2 separate regions of the Urocitellus parryii genome follow, and region 2 is linked to region 1. Evidence: chromatin contacts called from public Hi-C data. All regions are on one chromosome and are shown on one strand. The core of a region is the stretch at or near the end of the contact, and the rest is flanking DNA. Distances in the headings are between cores, read along the strand shown.

What was found. A called contact is a pair of places that touch in the nucleus more often than the background predicts.
Region 2: a contact with region 1 is called in a Hi-C map of muscle, with 3 times the contacts expected there. The contact joins the promoter of Ect2l here to the promoter of Reps1 in region 1. A contact is called at or near these places in 2 of 2 Hi-C or Micro-C datasets (liver and muscle).

The regions. Positions count from the first base shown.
Region 1 is chr8:25,926,049-25,929,244 of mUroPar1.hap1, forward strand. It overlaps Reps1 (RALBP1 associated Eps domain containing 1), which reads left to right and starts at 1,524. Exons shown (of 19, transcript XM_077801722.1): 1 at 1,524-2,002. The coding sequence starts at 1,850.
Region 2 is chr8:26,076,014-26,079,209 of mUroPar1.hap1, forward strand. It overlaps Ect2l (epithelial cell transforming 2 like), which reads right to left and starts at 1,665. Exons shown (of 20, transcript XM_026391905.2): 1 at 1,564-1,665. The coding sequence starts at 1,665.

The DNA.
Region 1 (3,196 bases), core at 274-2,773:
CCCAGGATGGAGAGTAGGGGATTGGGGGAATGGAGTGATTCTGCCTCTTGATTTTTGCGGTGGTAGCATGACTAAATGCATTTTTCAATACTAACATAACTGAATACCAAAAATAATTAATTTCACTACATATAATTTATTTTTTAAAACTAGAGTTTTCCAGTTTTAAAACAGCTGATGCTTTTACTGGCAGTAATCCACTATTTGGTCTTACCTGAAAACCAGCATCTTTAAATCTGTTGCTATATAATATAGACCATCTGTTTTAAAATATCTTTCTTATGATGTCACTTTTAAATATTGGTATGTCTAGAAATATATTGGAAATAAATTAGACTTGACCTCAAAGGGCCTACATGCTTAATTGTATTTGTTTCCCTTCTTACTTGGAAATATAAATTTAAGTGACAGATAGAGAAAAAAGATCATTCCCTTGTAAACAGTTCAACCATCCACCCCCGCAGCCCACCCAGTATTCTGGGGGTGACACAGCTTCCATTCTTGCAAAGTTTCCATGTCTTTCTGAGCTCCTGTCCCCAAGGAGGAGTATGCATCTGTTTGGAGGGGCTCACACACCACTCCGAATGCTTTTTACCAGGCAGTGAAACCCAGGACCCCTCCTCCATCCTGGAAAGTGTTCTGCTCAAGGCCCACGCAGGTTTATAAAGGTAATGGTATAACTTTCCAGTACAGTAGTCCTAATGACCAGAATGGCTTTGTACAAAGAGCAAAATCTTGCCAGTTGCCACCCTCCCCCAGCTACTCGGCATATTTTGTTTTTCAGACTTGGATCAAGAGTAGGAACCGAATCTCTGCAGTGGTCTTCATATGAGGAAGTTTCCCTCATCTACGGATCCCTCATCCACGGGATGTTCATAATCCTTCAAAGCAGAGAATCATCCGCAGCAACTTCTGCTATCAGAAAGATACAAATAATAAACTGAATAACATTTCCTTCCCTTCCACTCAGATGTTTGTTAAATGCTTTGTGCCAGAAGCTTCGAAATATAAAAACTGCGACCCATATCTAAGTTCTCTAGCTCTAGCATGGTGATACCCCAGGTGTCCCCCTCCCAGGGATCTCATCCAACGGGCTCTGAGGCGGCTGGCGAGGCGGCTGGCCTTCCCGCCGCCGGGCTCCGGCCACCAGGGGGCGCTGCGGCCCGCTCTCTCGGGAGCGGCCGAGCCAGCCCGGTGGGTGTTTCTCTCTCCCTCTCGCGCTCTCTCCTCCCGGCCTCACATCCGGGTCTGGAACGCGGCCGCCGCTGTCAGTGTTGGTGCGGGCGCGTTGGGGCAGGGCCGGGGCTCTGTAAATGGCGGCGGAGGGAGGCGGAGCGGCGGCCACGCTCAGCCCAGAGCCCCCGAAACTTTAGACGCGAAGCCCCACAACTTTCCGGGAAGTGCTGCCGCTCCGGGGGCGTGGACGGAAGGGGAAGCCGAGGCGGGAAGTCTTGGGGAAGCGGCGGGGAGCGGGGAACCTCGAACCCGCGGCGGGGGCGGTGGCTGAGTCCGCCAGTGCCTCGCGCCGCCGCGGCCCCCGCCTCCTTCTCCGCGCTTCGCGGCTGCTGGAGCCGGGGCCGCGCGCGGTGCCTAGCCCGGGACTGCGCGGGGCCTCGCAGGCGGCGGCGCGCGGAGCCCAGCCGAGCCCCCTCCTCGCGACCTCCGGGCCCTGTTGCTTGGGCGCAGCCGGCTCGCCAGAGGCCGGGGCTGAGGCTCCGGGCGTCTGCGGGGACCGAGGAGGAGGCCGGGCCGCGCAGCCACGCGCAGACCCGCCGGCCCGGGGTCGTGGGGCCGGGTACCGGGTGTTGCATGCGGGGCGGGGCAGGGCGGCCGCGAGCCGGAGGCGAAGATGGAAGGCTTAACGCTGAGCGATGCGGAGCAGAAATATTACTCGGATCTCTTCTCCTACTGCGACATTGAGAGCACCAAGAAGGTGGTAGTCAACGGGCGGGTGCTGGAGCTGTTCCGGGCCGCGCAGCTGCCCAACGACGTGGTCCTCCAGGTAACGCCGCGTCCCGGGTTTGGCTGGCCGCCGAGGGTAGCTTCCCCGCGGCTCGGGCCTCCAACCTCCTTCCTCCGGGAGTGGGAGTGGGCGCCGTTTCCAGAAGGGCTGGTGGTGAGCAGGTTTCCCCCAGCTTTCCAGCTGCGGGCAGGGGCCGCAGGTGCCCGGGTGGCCGCGACTTGCGCTGCGGCCGAGGGGGAGGGGTCGTTCCTAATTAGAAGAAACTCCTGCTATGGAGGTAATGGTCTGAGGAGCCCTGACCCCTCATCCCTTGACTGCTCCTGAATCTTTGTTTTCCAAGCACTGGAAGAACACTTACCATGAAGAATCTTGGGTAGTTAATGTGTTTGAATCTTAGATTCTGGTACATGCATAGCTCTTCGGTTCCTGCGGGGTAGGTTACCAATATAGGCGAAATGTTATTTTAATTCTTGAATTAACCCTGACGACCTCATAACGTGATTTTTGTAGATTTAAGAAGATAAAAAGCAGTTTTTAAAAGGAGACAATTCTTAGGGAAATTAAGAAATTCGAACTTTCAGCTAATTGTTTACAAGTAGATTTAAAAAAAAAAAACTTTTAAGTATTCATAGAACGTGTGGCTGATGTAAACTGGACAGTGTTTTCCAGTGGACATTGGATTATATTTGTTGAAATTTGTGGATTTAGGTTGGGAGGTAAGTATTCAGTAGCTTGAAGTGGAATGTGCATGCTTGCTTCAGTCTGTAGCCTTGGAGGTAAGCAGGGTAAGTTAAGGCTTCTTTACCGTATCTGTTTTTAAAGCAGGAGGCTTCCTAGAAGTTCTTATCTAGTGTATGTGGTGAACATCAATGTTACTGTTTAATGATTCATAGCTGCTAGTAAGAGTCTCACTACACGTCTAGAACACGTTTTAAGCTTTCATTGATCCAAACCAGTTTTTCAGATTTCCAAAACTGAAAGCCAGACACATAGGTGTAATACAGTGGACTGCAGTAGTCTTGAGGCCTGGGTCTTTGACTTCATCTCTTGTCAAGTAAAATTGTGACTTTGGGTCAGGCGCTTTCCCTCTGAGAGCGTGAGTACTGTATATTCATTTGTAGATAAAAGTCACTTATCTTCTAATAAAAATTATGTAAAATATAAAAATATCCACACATACACTTCTGATTTAGAAATTACCTGTGCCTTAACTAAATTTGATCATTTTGCATA
Region 2 (3,196 bases), core at 415-2,914, 150 kb after region 1:
AACTACACTGAGATTTCATCTCACTCCAATCAGAATGGCAACTATCAAAAAATATAAGCAACAATAAATGTTGGAGAGGATATGGAAAAAAAGGGTACACTCATACATTGTTGGTAGGACAGCAAATTGATGCAACTACTCTGGAAAGCAGTTTAAAAATTCCTTTAAAATTAGGAATTAAACCATCATTTGACCCATTTATCCCACTCCTCAGCATATATCCAAAGGATTTAAAATCAGCATACCACAATAACACAGCCACATCAATGTTTATAGCATCACAATTCATAATAACTAAGCTATGGAGCCAAACTTGGTACCCTTCAACAGATGAATGGATAAAGAAAATGTGGTACATAAGCACAATGAAGTATTACTCAGCCATAAAGGATAACTTTATGACATTTATTAGTAAATAGATGAATCTGGAGGCTATGATGCTAACTGAAATAAGCCAATCCCCCAAAATCAAAGTTTGAATATTTTTGTTGATATGTAGAAGCCAAATCACATAAAAAAGGGAGCGGGAGAAGAAGAGAAGTTCAGTACATTAGACAAAGAGGAATGCAGGGAAGGGAGGGGGATAGGAATAGGAGACAGTGAAATGAATCTGACATTATTTTCATATATATATATATATATACACACACACACACACACATATATAAATGAAAAAAACTAAGCAAATTCATCATTGTGTATATCCAGAAGAATGGGGTCCTAATTAGAATAAGATATAAATATGCATGTGTAATTTTATCAAAACAATTCTACTGTCATGTATAACTAAAAAGAATCAATAAAAATAACTTTCTAATTATTAAAAAAAAAAAGAAAACACATATAGGTCTCACTCATTCCATTGCTAAAATAGATTCATTTAAGTAGATATGACTTTATTGATCCATAGCCATGGATCTTCATAACACTCATGAAACTGATCGTGAATAATTATTGTAAAATGCTATTGTTAGTTGTGTCTCTAAGACAGAGTTCCCAAAGACCAGTGTCCCCAAAACTGGGTTCCAGGCCAGCTTTGCTAGATAGGCATGTGCAAACTCACTGTCTTTATTACAGGTCAGGCTTTAACCCCAGCCAGTCTATTCTTCTTCCCTTGTAAAAGAAGTTGAGCCCACGTGAGCTCTGAGGACCCCTGTGCTAGCTCCATTAATGCCTTGCAGACTGCCCTCCACCATTCGATGACTTCTTCCTGAATTACTGTTCAAGGGACGGGCATCGCCAGGCCACATAGAACCATATGGTGGGCACCAGAGAGAAGGAGTATTAAGGACACAGTGAAACATACACGCACACACCCTCACCACCACCACCCAGAGCATCTTCTTTCCTTCTCCTTCCCCATCACCGCAAACCACAGGTGTCCTGGGGGTCTCTATTTTGTCTCTGGAAGCACAGAATAAGATGGGAGGCAGATTGGGAGACTTGCAACAAAGCTAGAATTGTTTTTGTTTAAACTGACTCAAAAACTAAATTCTTTAGAGGATTTTCTTTAAAAGTATGACAACATAAGACTCACTATTTGTAACTCACCACGTAACTCACCTGTCTATTTAGCGACTTGTTGCTAAAAGGTGTCCAGGCGCTGAACCTCGTGTTCAAGCTCTCCATTTCCAGGGTTTTCCAGGAAGAATCCCCAACTGACATCACAGCAAACTAGGAACTACAGGTACATTTCAATAAATGTATAATTTAAGCCAACTTATAAAAATCCAATACAGCAGGCACAGTGGTACACCCCTGTAATCTCAACTACACAGGAGGCTGAGGGAGGAGGATTGCAAGTCCCAGGCCAGCCTGGGCAATTTAGCCAGACCCTGTCTTGAAATAAAAAATAAAATGGGCCAAAGATATATCTCAATGTCAAAGTGCCCCTGGATTCAATCCTAATACTGGAAAACAAAATAGAAAAGAAAGAAAGAAAAATTATAATGTATAATTGTACTGTACACACTTAATACATTAATGCTGTCCCAGTAGGAGTTTTAGAATTAGAACATATATTTTAGAATTAGAATAATCCCTTTGTATGTATAAACTGTTTATAAAATTATAGTTCATGGAAGCATATGTATATGTATACACACACAGAGGATGAACCACATAAATATACACTGAGTCCATGGATTCTTAATCACTGCAATTATTCTGGCCTTACCTACTTGCAAACAAATCTGAACCTAAACAAAAGTTCTTTTTTTACTTTGCTGGGAAAATGAAAGAGTAGTGAATATGTTTCAGAAAATGCTATTAATAACTCAGACATTGGTATAATTTTGTTTTTGAGGGGCTGGGGATAGAACCTGAGGCCTAATGCTAAGCAAGTGCTCTGACACTAAGCTATATCCTCAACCCATAGCATGGTTTGTTATCTGCTAGGAAGACTGACTTTTTCTTTCCTTGGAAAGTAAGAATTTGAAGTATTCAAACAGGACACCCTACCTACCCATCTTTTAGGGACATAAGTCAGAGAGGATATAAAGGGGGAAATTAGGTTCATGTATTAGTCATCTATTGCTGCATAACAAATTACTCCAAAGTTTAACAGCTCAAAATGACAAGCATTGGGCTGGGGATGTGGCTCAAGCGGTAGCGCGCTCGCCTGGTATGCGTGCGACCCGGGTTCGATCCTCAGCACCACATACCAACAAAGATGTTGTGTCCGCCGAGAACTAAAAAATAAATATTAAAAATTCTTTCTCTCTCTCTCTCTCCTCTCTCACTCTCTCTAAAAAAAATAAAAAATAAAAAAAATAAAAATTCTCTCTCTCTCTCTCTCTCTCTCCTCTCTCACTCTCTCTTTAAAAAAAAAAAAAAAACAAAATGACAAGCATTTATAACCTCAAAGTCCTGAGGGTCAAGAATCTAGGTGCAGCTTAATGAGTACTATATTAGTTTGCTGGGTCTGCCCAAAAAAAAAAAGAAAAAAAAATTCCACAGACCAAGTGGTTTAAAAAACAGAAATTTATTTTCTCCCAGTTTGGGAGGCTAGATTTCCAAAAAACAAAGTGCCATCAATGTTGGCTTCTTAGCTCATGGATAGCCACTTTATCACTATGTCCCCACACAACCTTTCTTCTGTGTGCACACAAAGGGAAAGGGGTAACTCTGTAAACTGGGCCCACTATACTGACCAACCCCCACATGTTTTCTTTTGAAAAACAATTTACCTGCAGCC